Regions from separate parts of the Mus musculus genome. Here regions 1 and 3 are each linked to region 2. Evidence: chromatin contacts called from public HiCAR-type and capture Hi-C data. All regions are on one chromosome and are shown on one strand. The core of a region is the stretch at or near the end of the contact, and the rest is flanking DNA. Distances in the headings are between cores, read along the strand shown. Region 1 holds the start of Selenok (selenoprotein K). Region 2 holds the start of Cacna1d (calcium channel, voltage-dependent, L type, alpha 1D subunit). Region 3 holds the start of Chdh (choline dehydrogenase).

Region 1 (4,602 bases), core at 656-3,155, 390 kb after region 2:
TTCAGAACCAGGAGTGGTGGCACATTCTTGTAATTTCAACACTTAGGAGGCTAAGGCGGGGTGACTACAATGACTTCCAGAACAGCTTAGACTCTCTATAACACTAAACCAGCTATGAGACTAAATAGCAACACTTGGTCTCAATTAAAGAAATGCTTTTATACTTACAAGAAAACCACGAATTCTGCTATTCCCCAGAAGAAGTCTGTTAGGAAAGACACTCTCCATGGGGACTGATTCCTGCTGTCCAACACCTGACCTACAGAATTAAAGAAAGAAACTGAGGTAAGTGCCACAAGTCCACAACTCGGCGCTGCCTTTAATCAGCGGAGCAACACCAATGAGCTCAGCTTTTGACTTGTTGGCTTCTTCAAGCCAGTCAACATCAGAGGTCCACTGTGAGTGCAGTCAAACTCTGGGATCTAGCGTTCACTCCTTCGATAGATGTCTACTTTCAGTATGTAATTCTCGGAGGCGAACTCATTCTAGGCATCTCTTTGCCATCTCCTTCTCACTGGTAAAATGCACATGACATTTTAGTGGCGAGATGGATGCAGCAGAAGAACACTGATCACTTTTGAGTGCATAGCTGTATGAGCTAGTGACCTAAATTGCAAATAACAGAATCTGCGAGCGCTCGAAACTGAAGATGGAATGATGATGCTTCCTGTAGTGCCCATCACACCACCTATCCCAAAGCTTTGTAATCAGGAGGTGAAATCCTGAAAAAAGCCGAGAAATTCAAAGTGCTCTCAGCCCTAAGACTTCTGCTAATCGCCCTACTCTCTAGAGATACAGAGATGAATCTGATACAACCACACCTATTTCCAGGGCCCCAAGAGAGTCTTGTAGAAATGCGCCAAGGAGTCTCACCTAAGTCACACAGGTGGGCAGATGGTTCTGGCACTGATACGACCTTCTCAGGCTGTATTTTTTTCTTTTCCAGTAATTGGAGACTTGCTTCCCAAGTTCTTTCAAACTGGGTAAAGTCTTGGGCTTAGGACTAGCTACACTTTTAGGGGAGAAAAATCTGTCACAACTTTTGTATTGCCTGGCGTGGTGGTGCTTGCCTTTAATTTAATCCCACTACTCCGGAGTCAGAGGCAGGAGGATCTTTGGGAGTTAGTGGCCACCTTAGCGTACACAGTGAGTTACAGGGCAGATAAAACTACAAAGTGAGACCCTGTCTCCAGATTTTATTTATTTTTTTCATATTCTTGCTAGTCCTGCATCACCACCATCGCCATCATTATTGTACGCATTATAGAGGCAGTATGGTAGGTAATACTGGAGCCAACCTGAGTTCAATTTAACCTAAATTTCATATTGCCTTTGTGATCTTTAGCGAGCTAGTCAATCTATGTCTCAGTCTGCATCCGAAAAACAGGGATAGAAATACACCATCTGAATAGAACAGTTACAAGGATGAAAGAGATGCTAGGCAAAGAACGCGGCTCTAGCGGCCCAAACAAAAGCGCGTTGTATCCGGACCGGGTTAGCGTCTCTGTCATTCCCGGGTTAAGGACACCCGCGCCCGGGATCACTATCGCAAACCCACAATCGGAAAATTGGCTGTACCAGGAGGCTTCAGGGTCCCCCAGCGGCACCCGGGGACCTTCTGGGCTGCGCCTCGGCTCCCACCGCCTCCGCTTCCCACTCCTTCCGGCCACTGGTGTGGGGGAGGCCGCCCCAAGCTCAGGACCCGGCGAGTCAGGACAGAAGCGGCCCAGGGTAAGGCTCTCACTCACCATTCGAGATGTAAACCATCTTCCCTCCGGTTGCCTGCTTCCTAGCGACAGAGAAGACCGGACGCCCCTGTTGTCGCCGTACCTAGCCTCCCGCCCCGCCCTGTACGTCACAGGCCACTGACAGACCCAAGTCAGGCTAGAGGTGGGTCGAGCCCATTGGCTGCTGGGAGACCACTCCTGACTAGAGGTTCCGCCCAGTCACACAAGTAACTTCCGCTGGCGTGGATACTGCCTGAGTCAGGAGACCGGATATGACGTCTAGGAGAAACATTGTTTGAGGGTCCTTTTCCCCACCCCCCTCACTTGGTTCCGGTTTGACCGAGAGTCTTTGAGGCCACAGCACTGCCGACCGGAAGTTGCTTGCTAGTTGGCAGACACGCGCAGGGTTCGGGTCCGAGGTGGCTCGAAGGGCTTGGAGGGCGGAACGTTCCTCAGCTTTCCAGATGTGTTGCTGTCTTTTGGAGTGGCAGGGAGAGGCTCTGAGGCGGTGTCTGGGACATGAAGAGCTTTAACCATCAGGTTTTGCTGAACTCACTTTTAAGTCCCTCTGGACCGTATTCCCTTTAAGCCGGTTATTTCTGCTCTCAGTTTATTTGTTTTGCTTTTTTGAAACAGGACTCACACTGTATTCCTGGCTCTGAGCTCACATTGTAGACGAGGCTGGCCCTAAACGCAAAGATCTGCCTGCCTCTGCCTCCGTAGCGCAGGGATGAAAGACAAGCCTCACCACACCCAGCTGGTTTTTGTTTTTGTCTTTTGTCTTGTTTTTGTTTGTTTTTGATTTGGGATCTGTGTATCCCAGGCTGCCCTTGAACTCACTTTGTAGACCAGGCCTATACCAGTACTCATGTGGCATAGGCAGGTGGATCTGTATAAGTTCAAGAAGTGGAATTTGTTATTTTTCGAGACTGTTTTTCTGTGTAGCCCTGGCTGCCCTGTAACTAGCTCTGTAGAGCAGGCTGTTCTTGAACTCAGAGATCCACCTGTCTCTTGCCTCCCAAGTGCTGGGACTAAAGGTGTAACCAACACCCAGCTAAGAAGTGGCATTTTTAATAGCTGTAGAGACACAACTAGGGAAAATCAAATGAACTTCAGAATGACAATTTCCTCTGCTTGTCAGCATTGTAGACGTGACATATGCGTTAGAAGGCAGGTCTTGGGCATCCAGTAAGTTTGAAGAAAATTCCTTGCTGCCCCTGTTGTGTTTCCTTTGTGGTGCGGGGAGTGGGGGTGAGGAGAGGGGAAGGGAGGAATGAGGTGTGCAGTCAGTACAGAAAGGGAGAGTTGGGTGTTTTCCACCTTATTGGACTGGCTAGGGAGCTCTGGCCATCTGCCTGTCTCATCCTCCAGGATAGGTCTGAGTTGTGTGCAACCACTGTTGGCTTTTACATGACTGCTGGGGATTCTAAAATCCAGGCCCTCATGTCTGTGTAGCAGTCACTTTACCCACCGAGCTCTCTTCCCAACCTGGGTCCGTGATTTTTCTCAAGGGCCTTTCTAGACCTGGGCTTAAACCATGACGTTGCCTCTCACTCTCTGTGCTCTCTTTTCCTTCTAACTGAAATCCCTGGTTATACTTTTGTCAGACTGCAACAAGAATGATTTATTTAAAAAAAACAAAACAAAACTTTGTTTTGCTTAAAACCCTTTAGACACTAAAATGTAGTGATCTCCCATTGCTCTTACAAACTAGGTCCTTTTCAGTATCCACTGATATAGCCTGACCTGTTCACTTGATTTTAGCTTCTGCTACACATTCCCACCCAAAACACACTCTGGCAATAATTTTTTTTTTTTTTTTACAGTTTTGTGAGTGCCCTAAGTCTTTTCATCTCCCTGAACGTGCACATAGCTATTCTTCCTGTAACACGTTAACTGACTCACCGACAGTTCCCCATCCTTTCCCCTTCAGTTGTCAGCCCGAGTGTCATCATTTGAGTGTCTCTCCTTGATTCCTCATCTCTGGTCAGTTTATTCATAGTCCTTATCACAACATGGAATTACTAACCTGATTATTTAGTGTTGTCACTCTTCATTAGTAAACGCTAAGGGATCAGGAACCTCATCCGCCTGGTACCCCTGTACAAGGTGTGGTGGTGCACACTTGTAAGCCGAGCAGTTGGAAGGCTTAGGCTGCAGTCCTGTGAGTTGAGGTCAGTTTGAGTTACATAGCAAGTTTCCATCCAGCAGGCGTTACACAGTGAGACCTTGTCTCAACAAACAAACAGCACCAGTAGCCACACAAGGAAGGGAGCAAACCCCGGATCTCAGGCCAGTTACTTCCTCTTCATTCCTCTTTAGATTTTATTCCTGCACCTTAATGCAGTGATATCCCAAACTATCCCTAGCCTCCCTGTGTTTCAACCTGTGTTACTTCTGGCTGCCAGTTCAATACAGCCTCACCAATCTGCTCATTAGCCTTTTAGCCACCACCTTCCACATAACGCCCTGGTTAGCTGTGGGAGGTTCCTTTGATACCACTTAGATTATTCTCTCTGGTTTCTAGTTCCTCAATAGACCCTTTGTTTTCCTGAATTCTTGCTTATGTGCACAGTTTCTCCTAAGGAGAACTTCTCTACCTACTGCTCTTCTTGGGTTCAGTTCTCCTAAGGTTTTCCTCAACGTGCAAAGCCTTTCACAATTTCTCACTTATATTTGATGGGAATATGTCTGGCTTTGAAGAATTAATTAAACTTAAATTTGTGTGTGTGTTTGGCCTGTATATATATATGTGTGTGTGTGTCTGTGTATCACTTGCATAGTTGATGCCCATGGAGGCCAGGGAGGGCATCGGTTCCCCTGGAATTAGAGCTACAAATGTTTGTGAGTTGCTGTATGGGTGCTGGGAATTGAA
Region 2 (4,887 bases), core at 168-2,667:
TGTTCTTGCATCCTTTTTGATTTCAGCTAAGCACCAGCACAGGTGAGGTTGCTCAGACCAGCTTTCTTTTACACAGGCCACAGGCTGCTTCCCAATCCTGCCACTCTCCAAAGAGCCAAGTGAAAAAGCAGGCAAGCATGGTTGTTTTCCTCTATCCTAACTAGACACCCCTCTCTCAGGAAGACCCCTGGAGAGTCATTCTTCCCAGGTGGATCCCCCCTGCAACAATCAGAGATGCTCGGTGTGTCCTCTTTGAGCAAGGAGCACCTTCCCAGAAACATTTATTTTCTTAATTCACGCTGAGCCTTTTGCTTTAAAGACACTGTTCTCAAACGTTCTAAAACTCCGTAGGAACAAGCAGATCCGAACAAAGGCAAATAAATCGAATCCTGCAAAGTAACAAAGCAGACGCCTTTTCCCAACAGCCAGCACAAAGCTAAATGAAAAATATCAGTCATCCACTAGATACAGTATTTCCCCCTCCAGACGGAGCTGGGGCCTGTAGACCTCCCCCACTACAAACAGGAGGCCGAGAAGGTACAAAAAAAAGTATTAATTCCTAAACGAGTCATCAATTTGAGCTGCACAGTCTACCTCTCCACACTAGCAGTTTGAAAGACCTTGGCTGTTACTTCTCTGTACCTGTCTCCAAATACACGTGGAGGTGATGGCGAGAGGGAGGGAGCCCACCGCCACGTATGCATAAGGGAGGGAGGACGGGATTCAGGGCTGAGGGCAGATCTCTGAGGACAGTCAGTGCTCCCCAAAGAACAAGCCCCCCATCTCTTTGCACCTCTAAACTGGAAGAAACGGTGTAAGAGCTGGGGGACGCCTGTCCAGTCCAAGCAGAGCCCTCGAACCCTGAGCTTTGATGCTGCAGCAGCAGCGATCGCCTGCGGGCACCTGGGTTCCTGGGGGGAGGGGGGCGGGGCCTCCCCCAGGTGTGAGAGTGCGAAGGCCACCAGAGCCAGCCCAGCGGACCCCAGGGGACCCCAGCAGCCTCCGCTTGGGGACGCCGTGTAGAGGAGCGGCGCATCGGCGCCCCTAGCAGCAGGCACGGGGCCCCACGGGCCTGGCTCGGGGAAGGGGCGCCCGCGCGGCGGCGCCGAGGGGGTTAACCGGGCTGTCGGCGGCCGCAGCGCACTTAACCCTCGGTCAGCCGCGCCAGCCTGGGGGTGGCGGCGTCCGAGTCGCGCGCCGTGGAGTCCGGGGGGCGCGTGGGCCGCAGGCGGGCAGCTGGGGCGCGGCGCGGCCGGTGGGAGGCCCGGGCGCGCGGGGGAGGGCGGGGGACGGCGGCGGCGGGCGCGCAGCGTCGCCAGGGCGAAGCCGGCGTGCAGCGCGGCGCGGCGGGCGCGGAGCGGGCGGGCGGGCGGGCGGGCGAGCGCCTCCGTCCCCGGATGTGAGCTCCGGCTGCCCGCGGTCCCGAGCCAGCGGCGGCGCGGGCGGCGGCGGCGGCGGCGGGGCACCGGGCACCGCGGCGGGCGGGCGGACGGGCGGCATGGGGGGCGCGCCGAGCGGCCCGGCAGGCCGGGCGGGCACCACCACGGTGTCCCTCCGCTAGAGGAGGGGACCAAGCCAATTCTCCTTTGCAGTAAAAAAAAATAAAAAAAATAAAAAATTACATGTATATATTACTAAGATAATATATACATCTGATTTTATTTTTTACAAAAAGTTTATTTTGCTCCATTTTTCAAAAAAAAAAGAAGGAGCGTGGGTGGCAGGCGGTTTTTATAAATTATCTTTATTTTTGGTTATTTGTCTCTGTCCTTCCCCACCCCCTGCTGAAGCGAAAATAAGGGCAGGGACCGCGGCTCCTACCTATCCGTAACCTCCCATATCCGTTCCTCCCCCTCCCTAACCCTGAGCATAGTGCCCTGCACACAGTAGGCGCTCAATAAATGTTCGTGGATGATGATGATGATGATGATGAAAAAAATGCAACATCAACGGCAGCACCAAGAGGACCATGCGAACGGTGAGCAGCCTGAGCTTGGGTACCCGCTGCCAAACCTCATCCTATCATGATCCTACTCTTCCCACCCCCAACCCCCCATCTCCGATGCGTTGGGTGGGTTGAGGGGGTTGGAAATGATGCTTTTGGCTTGGTGTCATCTACATAGAAAGGGGTGATGCGCGGCAGCTACTCCGTTCTCCTCTTCAGGCCGTGAATGTCAGTTAATTCTGCATTTGCTGGGGTGGGGGCGGCCATTTGGGTGTGTGTGGAGTACTGTGGAGCCAAGGGGCAAGAGTGAGGTGATCCGGGTTCAGTGTGCTCGGGCTCAACTTTCCTCTTTCATCGCCCCTGAGCGATGGAAGAGGAGGTGTTAGTCTTCAGCCTGAACCCTTTTTCCAGCCTCCCCCTATCTCCCGCGCCTCTGGTTGACTAAGAAGAAGGTCCTTAGTAGCATCAGGAAAATTCTAGGACTGTTCCAGGTTTACCCCTTGGGTCGCTTGGTCCCATCATCTCATGGGAGAAGCCCCGGGTCTTGGGATCTGAGGGAACAGGGTCGGGTGGAGCGTGTATTCCCGCTCCCTGTGCCTCCTGTGCACACGTCGGTAACCTAGCAATGCCCAGAGAGTTGCTGCCGCTGTGGGGCTCTGCAACTCACCACGTGCAGTTTCCACACCAGCGGGGGCCGGGTCTAAGAAGGCTGGGGTGCTTTTGGCCAGGTTCCCTTCATGGAGGTCGTTAGCATTTCCCAGCCCTGGTTTTCTTGAAGCCTTTTCCGGTGAGCGCTTCTCAAAGGAACCGCTTGGCAAAACTAGTCCCTGATCTCAGATTGAGTGCCACCTGCCTGCTTTGCTCTGTCCCAGGCTTAAGGACAGTAGGGCAGGAGACCTGTGCTTGCTTTGACTCTTTACTTAGTGATAATTGGTTTTGCAAACGCCCGATTTCCAACCTCTGACACCACTCTCACTTTGACATCTGCTTCAGCAGAGGTGATGGTGGCCCAATGTCCATCTTCCAAGGAATGACCAGACCCACAGTGAGGCGAGCTCTATACATGAAGGGACACCCTCCATCCCATGCCCTCCCCTTCCCCCCTCCCCCGCCCGCTTTTGAGTATTTTGCCCTGGGAGTACCTGGATGCTACTCTACACTGAGATAATTATTGCATAGGCCTTGAGGTTCCCTGACATAATGCACCCTGACTCTTAGGGTGCAGGCCGATTAGATGCTGGCTTGGCTGCTGCTGCTGCAATTTAAAATGCAATAATAATAATAAAAAAGCCTTAAAGATGTTTTTCTGTTTTCTGAAGCTTGTGGAGGAAATGAGTCCCAAGCATCATGAATTTTCATTTGTAGGAAGTGTTAATGCATAATCTAGATATTTGTTGTGGGGCTTTTGGTATTGCCTGGTGCCAGTAAAGAGGTTTTTTTTTTTTTTCCCATGTAGAAAAAATTGCATATATGGCTATGGAGAGCTTTTGGAGGAATAGTCTAAAAGTGGTTAAAACTACTGAATTATTGGTTGAGTGTGTGTGTACGTGTGCCCGCGTGTGTGCGTGTGTGTGTGTGTGTGTGTGTGTGTGTGTGTGTGTTGGTAATTACTTTTTGAGAAAGGGAGTTGTGTATATCTGTTAAGCCATGAGAGATACATGTGTTTTCAAAGTCAGGAAAAGACACGGGATCACTGTGAGAATGGCCTCAGTTTGTCAGAAGAGATGCACTAAAAGATTCCTTTTGAAGACACAGGTATGGAAGAGTACCAGTGTGGTTAGGTGTGGCACAACAATGGCCCTGCATGACTGATGCTCAGAGTAGAGCTCTGGTGACTTTTGCATTGCCTGGCCAAACCCCACTACTTGTGACAGAAGGTTCAAAATGGGAAATGCAAGATGGGAGACACTTTTGCTTTTTAAAAAGATAGTATGGATTGAAGTCTTCTTCTTCTTCTTCTTCTTTTTTTTTTTTCCAAAAGGAATAATCTCTTTTCTCCTCTCCTCAGAGGCAAACTATGCAAGAGGCACCAGACTCCCTATTTCTGGTGAAGGACCAACTTCTCAGCCCAACAGCTCCAAGCAAACTGTCCTATCTTGGCAAGCTGCAATCGATGCTGCTAGACAGGCCAAGGCCGCCCAGACCATGAGCACCTCTGCACCCCCACCTGTAGGATCTCTCTCCCAAAGAAAACGTCAGCAATACGCCAAGAGCAAAAAACAGGGTAACTCGTCTAACAGCCGACCTGCCCGTGCCCTTTTCTGTTTATCCCTCAATAACCCCATCCGAAGAGCCTGCATTAGTATAGTGGAATGGAAGTATCCTTTTTTTTCTGTGGGAAGTCTTTCTCATTTGCCATCTGTGCTTCAAAAGGATTTGCTTTCTGCAGTGACACTTCTCAGAGCCTTAGCAGTCTGGAATGTGAGCAATGGTGGCAACTGCAGGCAAGGGGCTTCATGGGCTACGGCTTCCTGTCTCCCCAGCTTGCAGAGGGTGTGTCCATGAGTATATTTAGCCTGTGTGTGTGCGTGTGTGTGCGTGTGTGCGTGTGTGTGTGTGTGTATGTATGTAGTGCTGTGTGTGTGTGTGGGGGGGGGGAAGTGAAGATTGCAACTTCATAGTGGTAGGGAGTTAGAATATGAACGAGACCTTTGGTCATAGAACACTGGATAGGTCTGAAGCTGTTATTGTTTTGGGGGCAGTTATATGCATTTTAATTTGTTGAAAATTTGGTATGCTGATTCACAAAAAAAAAAAAAAAAAGATGGAGACTATTTTCAGTCTGTACTAGAAATGACCTTTAGTGGAATCTTCTGGTTCTAGTGACTGAAATTTGCCTGGACAGCTACAGTGAGTGTAAGGTTGCTTCTGGCTCTGCTATTTGCTAATTCTAATTGTTTAGGTAACTTTAAATGCGAACATTTGATTTATAGGGAGAAGTT
Region 3 (4,992 bases), core at 1,458-3,957, 340 kb after region 2:
GGCTCTGCTAGAGTGACAGGTAATGTCAGTTTCTTGGGGAAACTGAGGTGGCAAGAGACCAAGAGCTTTGGCCATGGCCAAGTGATAGCAAGTGAGTCGTAGAGCCAGGAAACCTGGAGGTTTGGAGTCTCAGCTGCAGTGGCCACACAGACCTGCTGGAAGTGTGGGTGATGGAGAGAGTCATCCTCCAGGCTCTGGCCATACCACACTACAGCCTTCTCCTACAGGATAGAAGAAAGCCAAAGCAATCTTCCCAGGTGTACAGGCTCAGGCATGGCCTTGGGGGAAGGCACGTGCTCATTTATTCATTTGTTCTGGGATTTAATGAGCAGCCGTTGAACCCCTGGACATGAAGGTTCCCAGTGCCAAGTAGCTCTAGTAGCCCTGCAGACAGAATGCATGACTACGGGCAGCATGTGGAGTCTCTGAAGATTGCTTCCGTCAGATTCCAGACACCTCTTCACTATGATGGCTCCCTCATTTAATTGTACAGGAAAGGAAACTGAGGCTCTGAGGAGAGCAGCAGCTTGCCATACATCCATGTGAAATAGCCAAGCCTTCTTTACTTCTGTGGCCCTGCCTCTGGTGGCCAGGCTTAGGCATGTAAGCAGGTGGGTCCACTCCAGCTGGTTATCTTAGAAGCCAAATGTTCAATCAACTTGCATCACTCTGGGGGTAAGGAGGGCACTTGTGGCAAGTTAGAGTCCTGAAGACAGGCAGGTACAGGCTCTTCGCCCAGCTATAACCCCGTCTGTAGCTGCAGGGCCTTGCTTGCATATTGTTCCACTGCACATGGGCCACGGGATACATGCCCCTGACCCAGAGACAGGGCAGTGTCCTCTCTAAGCCTGTCATCACTGGCCTTGGAGGTGGGTTGGTGGCACTTCTCAGGCAGTGTTCGGAGGCTGTCCTGGCATCCTTGCCTGAGTATTCTCCCATATCTTCCACCCCTTTCTACCCCCTTCACCCAACTCTTCCTCTCTCCTTTGCCACCAGATTCTTCTCCGGGATAAGAAACCCAACTAGCTGCCCTGAGCCATTTCTCAAAACAAGCCAATCAAGTACCCAATTCCTTATGTTTGTCCCACCTCCCCTTGCCAAGGTCAGGAGAGGTCGCTCCAGTTTCTGTGTGCATGTGACATCAAGAACTTTCCTGCCCGCCTTTCTGTCTCAGGGGCCAAGAAATGGCTGACTTGTCCCTGGACCTGACCTCTCTATCCCTGCTGTCCCAAAGCCCCTTGCCTTTTGCCTTGAGCTGACTACAGCAGGCTGTGTTCTGCCAGAGCAGCCCAGGGACTGGCACTCAGCTACTCACCGAGTAAACACGTGTTGGCAATCGGCTGTGACTTGCTCAGCTGAGAGGGAGTGCTCTCTACTTGCTCTGCACAGCCCCATGGGCTGTTTTTCAAAACTGGAAACTGATTGTTATCTAAACATCTGCCTGGCTCCTCAGCCCCATAGGGCAAAGTTCTCAGATAGAAGCTGGAAAACAAGGCCGTCTCCATTTTGTCTTCCCACCAGGGCAGGTACTCTGGCCTTGCATGTTCCTGTCACAGTGCTCAGCTCCATGCCAAGAGCATGCACCTTTGCACCCTGGTAGCAGGCAAGGGTTTACCGGTCAGAAAGGCTGCTATGAAAGCTTATTGTTCCCAGGAACCACTGAGCCTGAACGGCTCGCTGAGGTTGAGTGGGAGCCCAGGATGGCCCAGTTCCAGGCGAGGGTGGGGCTACAACCTCCCTTCTGTCAATCTCCTTGGTCAGGCACCAGAACAAGTTTCTCAGGAAACTATTCCTTGCAATCCAACAGAGGCTAGGGACGGAGCCTTCTCCAGGTGAATCAAAACCAGAATCTTCACCTGAAGTCTGTCTCACTGATGAATTTAGTCTGTATCCCAGTCGGGCTTCAGCAAATACAGCCACTTGACTCCACCCAACCTCTTAGCAGGGAGAAGCAGGACTTGTGCCTGAAGCTCTCTCCAATTCCACTGTCTACGTGTCTGGTGAGCCCAGCTCTGCTAACGATATAGGAAGGGCTGAAGCAGCAGAATTCCAGGCTCTGTAGCCCTTTCTCTAACCCCAAATGATACTGGGCTATCCCCCTCTCAAGCCATTTCATCTCAAAAGGATGGTCCCTGGCCCACCTTCCCAAAATTAAGGTCCGAGAGGTGGTGGAGAGTCGGGCAGATCTCACTCAGGCAGAAGCAGCACTGCCAAATGTCAGAACCTTAGCTCGGAACCCACAGTGCTGAGACACCAGCTTCGGGACCCCAGATGTAACCGCCAGGCCTCATTCTATAGGAGTACACTTAACCAGAAAGCCTGAGAGGCCAGGGGTGGAGATTCCTATCACTGTTACCTTGTAACTGTTAAGTTCCTGTCGCTAGTTCTCTCAAAACCCAGAAGGTTTCAGTGGCTTGAGCCCCTCCGCTTCAGGTCCTCACCCAGCCTAGGACCTGAAAAGCTAGCTACTCACCCGGGACAACTCCGCACCTGGGCCAGGACGCGAAGGACAGGAGCCAGGAGAGCCGAGAAGGCAGTGGCCGCTGATCCTCGCCCGCTGCTCTTTAACTGGCGTCCCGGGAGTGCCGCGAGCTGCTCCGTCTGGCTCCAGGCGCGGGTGCGGTCGCCCCACCTGGCCTGCGGCACACACCTGTGCGCGGGGCTCGACACGCCCCGCGCCTGCTGGAGCTTCAGTCCTCCCGGGCCTGAGTCATTCGCACCCCGCCTACCCCCGCGAGCCCCGAGGGCGACAAGGCGGCCACTTTACTGTCTTGGGACCAGGCCAGCGCCGGCTTGGGCAGGGCGGTACTGTGGGAGGCGGAGCCCGGAGAACTGCGGCGGGCGCCTGGATAAGAGGACCCTGGACCTCTGGCCCCAGCTCCGCGTGGTGGTGGGCGGTGGCCAGTGGCCGGGCCATGTTGCTAGTGTTGCTGATCTTGGCTGCATCGTGCAGGAGCGCCCTGCCTCGAGAGCCGGTAAGCATCCCCCTCCATTGTGGGCACCCTTTCGGTTCCCATCCGTTTAGCTGAACCCTGACAAGCGACAAGCGCCTGAAAACCTGCCAGCTCAACTGTCAAGGAATTGTCCATGAACCATCCTTAGAAAGGGGCCAGTTTGCACCCCTGAGCTAACCGCGATGGGTCTTGAACTCACACCACCCATCTATTGCCATCCTGGAAGGTATCAGTTGTCAGACTGCTTCCCAGGGGAATGAGGTTTAGAACTGTCACAGATGCCACCTGGGCATTTGAGTCGTAGTATTCTCCTCAAAAAGAAAAAGGGTGGTACTCAACTCACACAGGTATGCCTTGTCCTGGGTTAATGATGACAAACAAGACAGTACTGCTTACATCTGTGCTGCCCACCTCTTGGGTCAACAGACAGCCTGCATCAGTTTGCTTGCTTGCTTTTCCTTTCTGTCTAGGGCCATGTTAACTCCTGAAGGCAGCTTTCCTTTCTTCTCCAGTCCCCATGAATGAAAGAATCTTTCTAGGAGGGAAAAGCGCATCCTCAACAAGGCATTCAGATGCAAGCCCTGCTCTCTTCACACATTGGAAGGCATCCTTGGTGACTGTGGAAAGTCACAGCTTATTTATGGTGTCCTGAAGCCCTTGCCGTCTCTGTGCAAGAGAAAAAAACTGTCCTGGGGGCAGCTGTGAAGAACATTGAATGAACTCTGCAAAATGTAGAGCCCTCACCTGGCTTTTCCTACACACCTTGTCTTGCTCCCATTCAAGTAGAACTTGGTTCCTAGTAGGTGGCTCATTTGCTTAATAAGAGAATGTCACAAAGCAAAGGACAGTGGATGACATCATCCAAACCCCATTTGCTCCATCAAAACCTCTGCTTTCTGCCTTCACCAAGGTTTTGGAAATGAGAGAGCTGAGATCTTAAGAGTCCTTTGGGTTTGTCACATTGTGTCTTGCCACTGAAGATTACTGACAACTAAAATAAATGTTTTAGGCTCAATATACTATTTCCAAACTAGTACTCTTCCCTTTTAATGGAAACGTCAAAGGGTTTAGTAACTGGCCTTTCGTAGACAGTAGGGGGGTTTTACTTTTTTGAAAGCTGTTTTAGAAAGATGAGGTCACTGTCCCCAACGGATTTCTAAGTAGCTCAGCTGAGTTCTGGATCATTCAGAAGTATGATATGAGCTTGTGTGTGTGTGTGTGTGTGTGTCCTGCGGGCTGCAGTCATTGCTCCCCGCTTTCTTCTCCTCTTTGCATAGCCAATCTTTAATTTGAAGAAATTAATAAACATTACATGGTCCTGAAAACCAACAGTTAAGCATTAGATGATACAAGTGGCCTCACCGTGGCCCTCAGTAATCCGAGGCAGGGAAAGAAAGCATGCATGAGGCCTACCTGGTCTTCAAGGGGGTGAGCAGCTGCCAGAAAACCAGGTGTACCAATGGCTAAGCCAGGGCCCATCACAGCTACAGTGGGGCAGCTCAATTCCCCTCAAGTTGGAAAGTGCAATCAAACTAGCTCTTTTCTTTTAAAACATTTAAAGAATTGTATTTTTAATTTGTGTGTGTGTGTGTGTGTGTGCCCTCAGAAACCACGACTATGATTTCTGGAGCTAGAGTGACAGGCAATTGCTGTGAGTTGTCCAGTATGGGAGCTGGAGCCTAAATGCAGGTTTTCTGCAAGAACAATATGCTGTCTTAACCACTGATTCATCTCTCCAGCTCCCGGCTCATCTTTTCGTTGAAAACTTGTCACTTGTATATGCATCTAAGGAACAATATTGGTGTGGTGCCTAATTTGGTAAAGTGAGGAGTGTGGTTTACTGGCTTCAACATGACATTTGGTTTCTCTTTCCTGCAGACTATTCAGTGTGGCTCTGAGACAGGTGGGTACATTAGAGAACTGGGAAGGTCACGGGAGACCAGGCACAGTGTGTTGCGTGGCCTTGTTAACTAACAGGAATGAGGTTCTCATGAGGAAAGGCGGACTTTGGGGAGTAAGGGTGTGTTTGAAATGGGCT

The links. HiCAR-type assays count read pairs that join an accessible place to other places. Capture Hi-C pulls out chosen DNA fragments and counts their contacts.
Region 1: a HiCAR-type map of astrocytes shows a contact between it and region 2, with 2.4 times the contacts expected there. The contact joins the promoter of Selenok here to the promoter of Cacna1d in region 2. A contact is called at or near these places in 3 of 39 promoter capture datasets (hippocampal neurons, liver and pre-B cells) and 1 of 115 datasets of contacts at active chromatin or transcription factors (astrocytes).
Region 3: a contact with region 2 is called in a capture Hi-C map of macrophages, with 2.8 times the contacts expected there. The contact joins the promoter of Chdh here to the promoter of Cacna1d in region 2. A contact is called at or near these places in 6 of 39 promoter capture datasets (the 3T3-L1 cell line, epiblast stem cells, hippocampal neurons and 3 more), 1 of 484 Hi-C or Micro-C datasets (liver), 1 of 115 datasets of contacts at active chromatin or transcription factors (embryonic forebrain) and 5 of 9 other capture datasets (adipose tissue, embryonic stem cells, liver and 2 more).

The regions. Positions count from the first base shown.
Region 1 is chr14:29,965,683-29,970,284 of GRCm38.p6, reverse strand. Selenok (selenoprotein K) reads right to left here and starts at 1,905. Exons shown (of 5, transcript NM_019979.2): 1 at 1,749-1,905; 2 at 169-259. The coding sequence starts at 1,767.
Region 2 is chr14:30,350,016-30,354,902 of GRCm38.p6, reverse strand. It overlaps Cacna1d (calcium channel, voltage-dependent, L type, alpha 1D subunit), which reads left to right and starts at 1,417. Exons shown (of 47, transcript NM_001083616.2): 1 at 1,417-1,978; 2 at 3,954-4,263. The coding sequence starts at 1,912.
Region 3 is chr14:30,006,715-30,011,706 of GRCm38.p6, reverse strand. Chdh (choline dehydrogenase) reads right to left here and starts at 2,707. Exons shown (of 8, transcript NM_001136240.1): 1 at 2,474-2,707. Il17rb (interleukin 17 receptor B) reads left to right here and starts at 2,811. Exons shown (of 11, transcript NM_019583.3): 1 at 2,811-2,975; 2 at 4,833-4,857. The coding sequence starts at 2,916.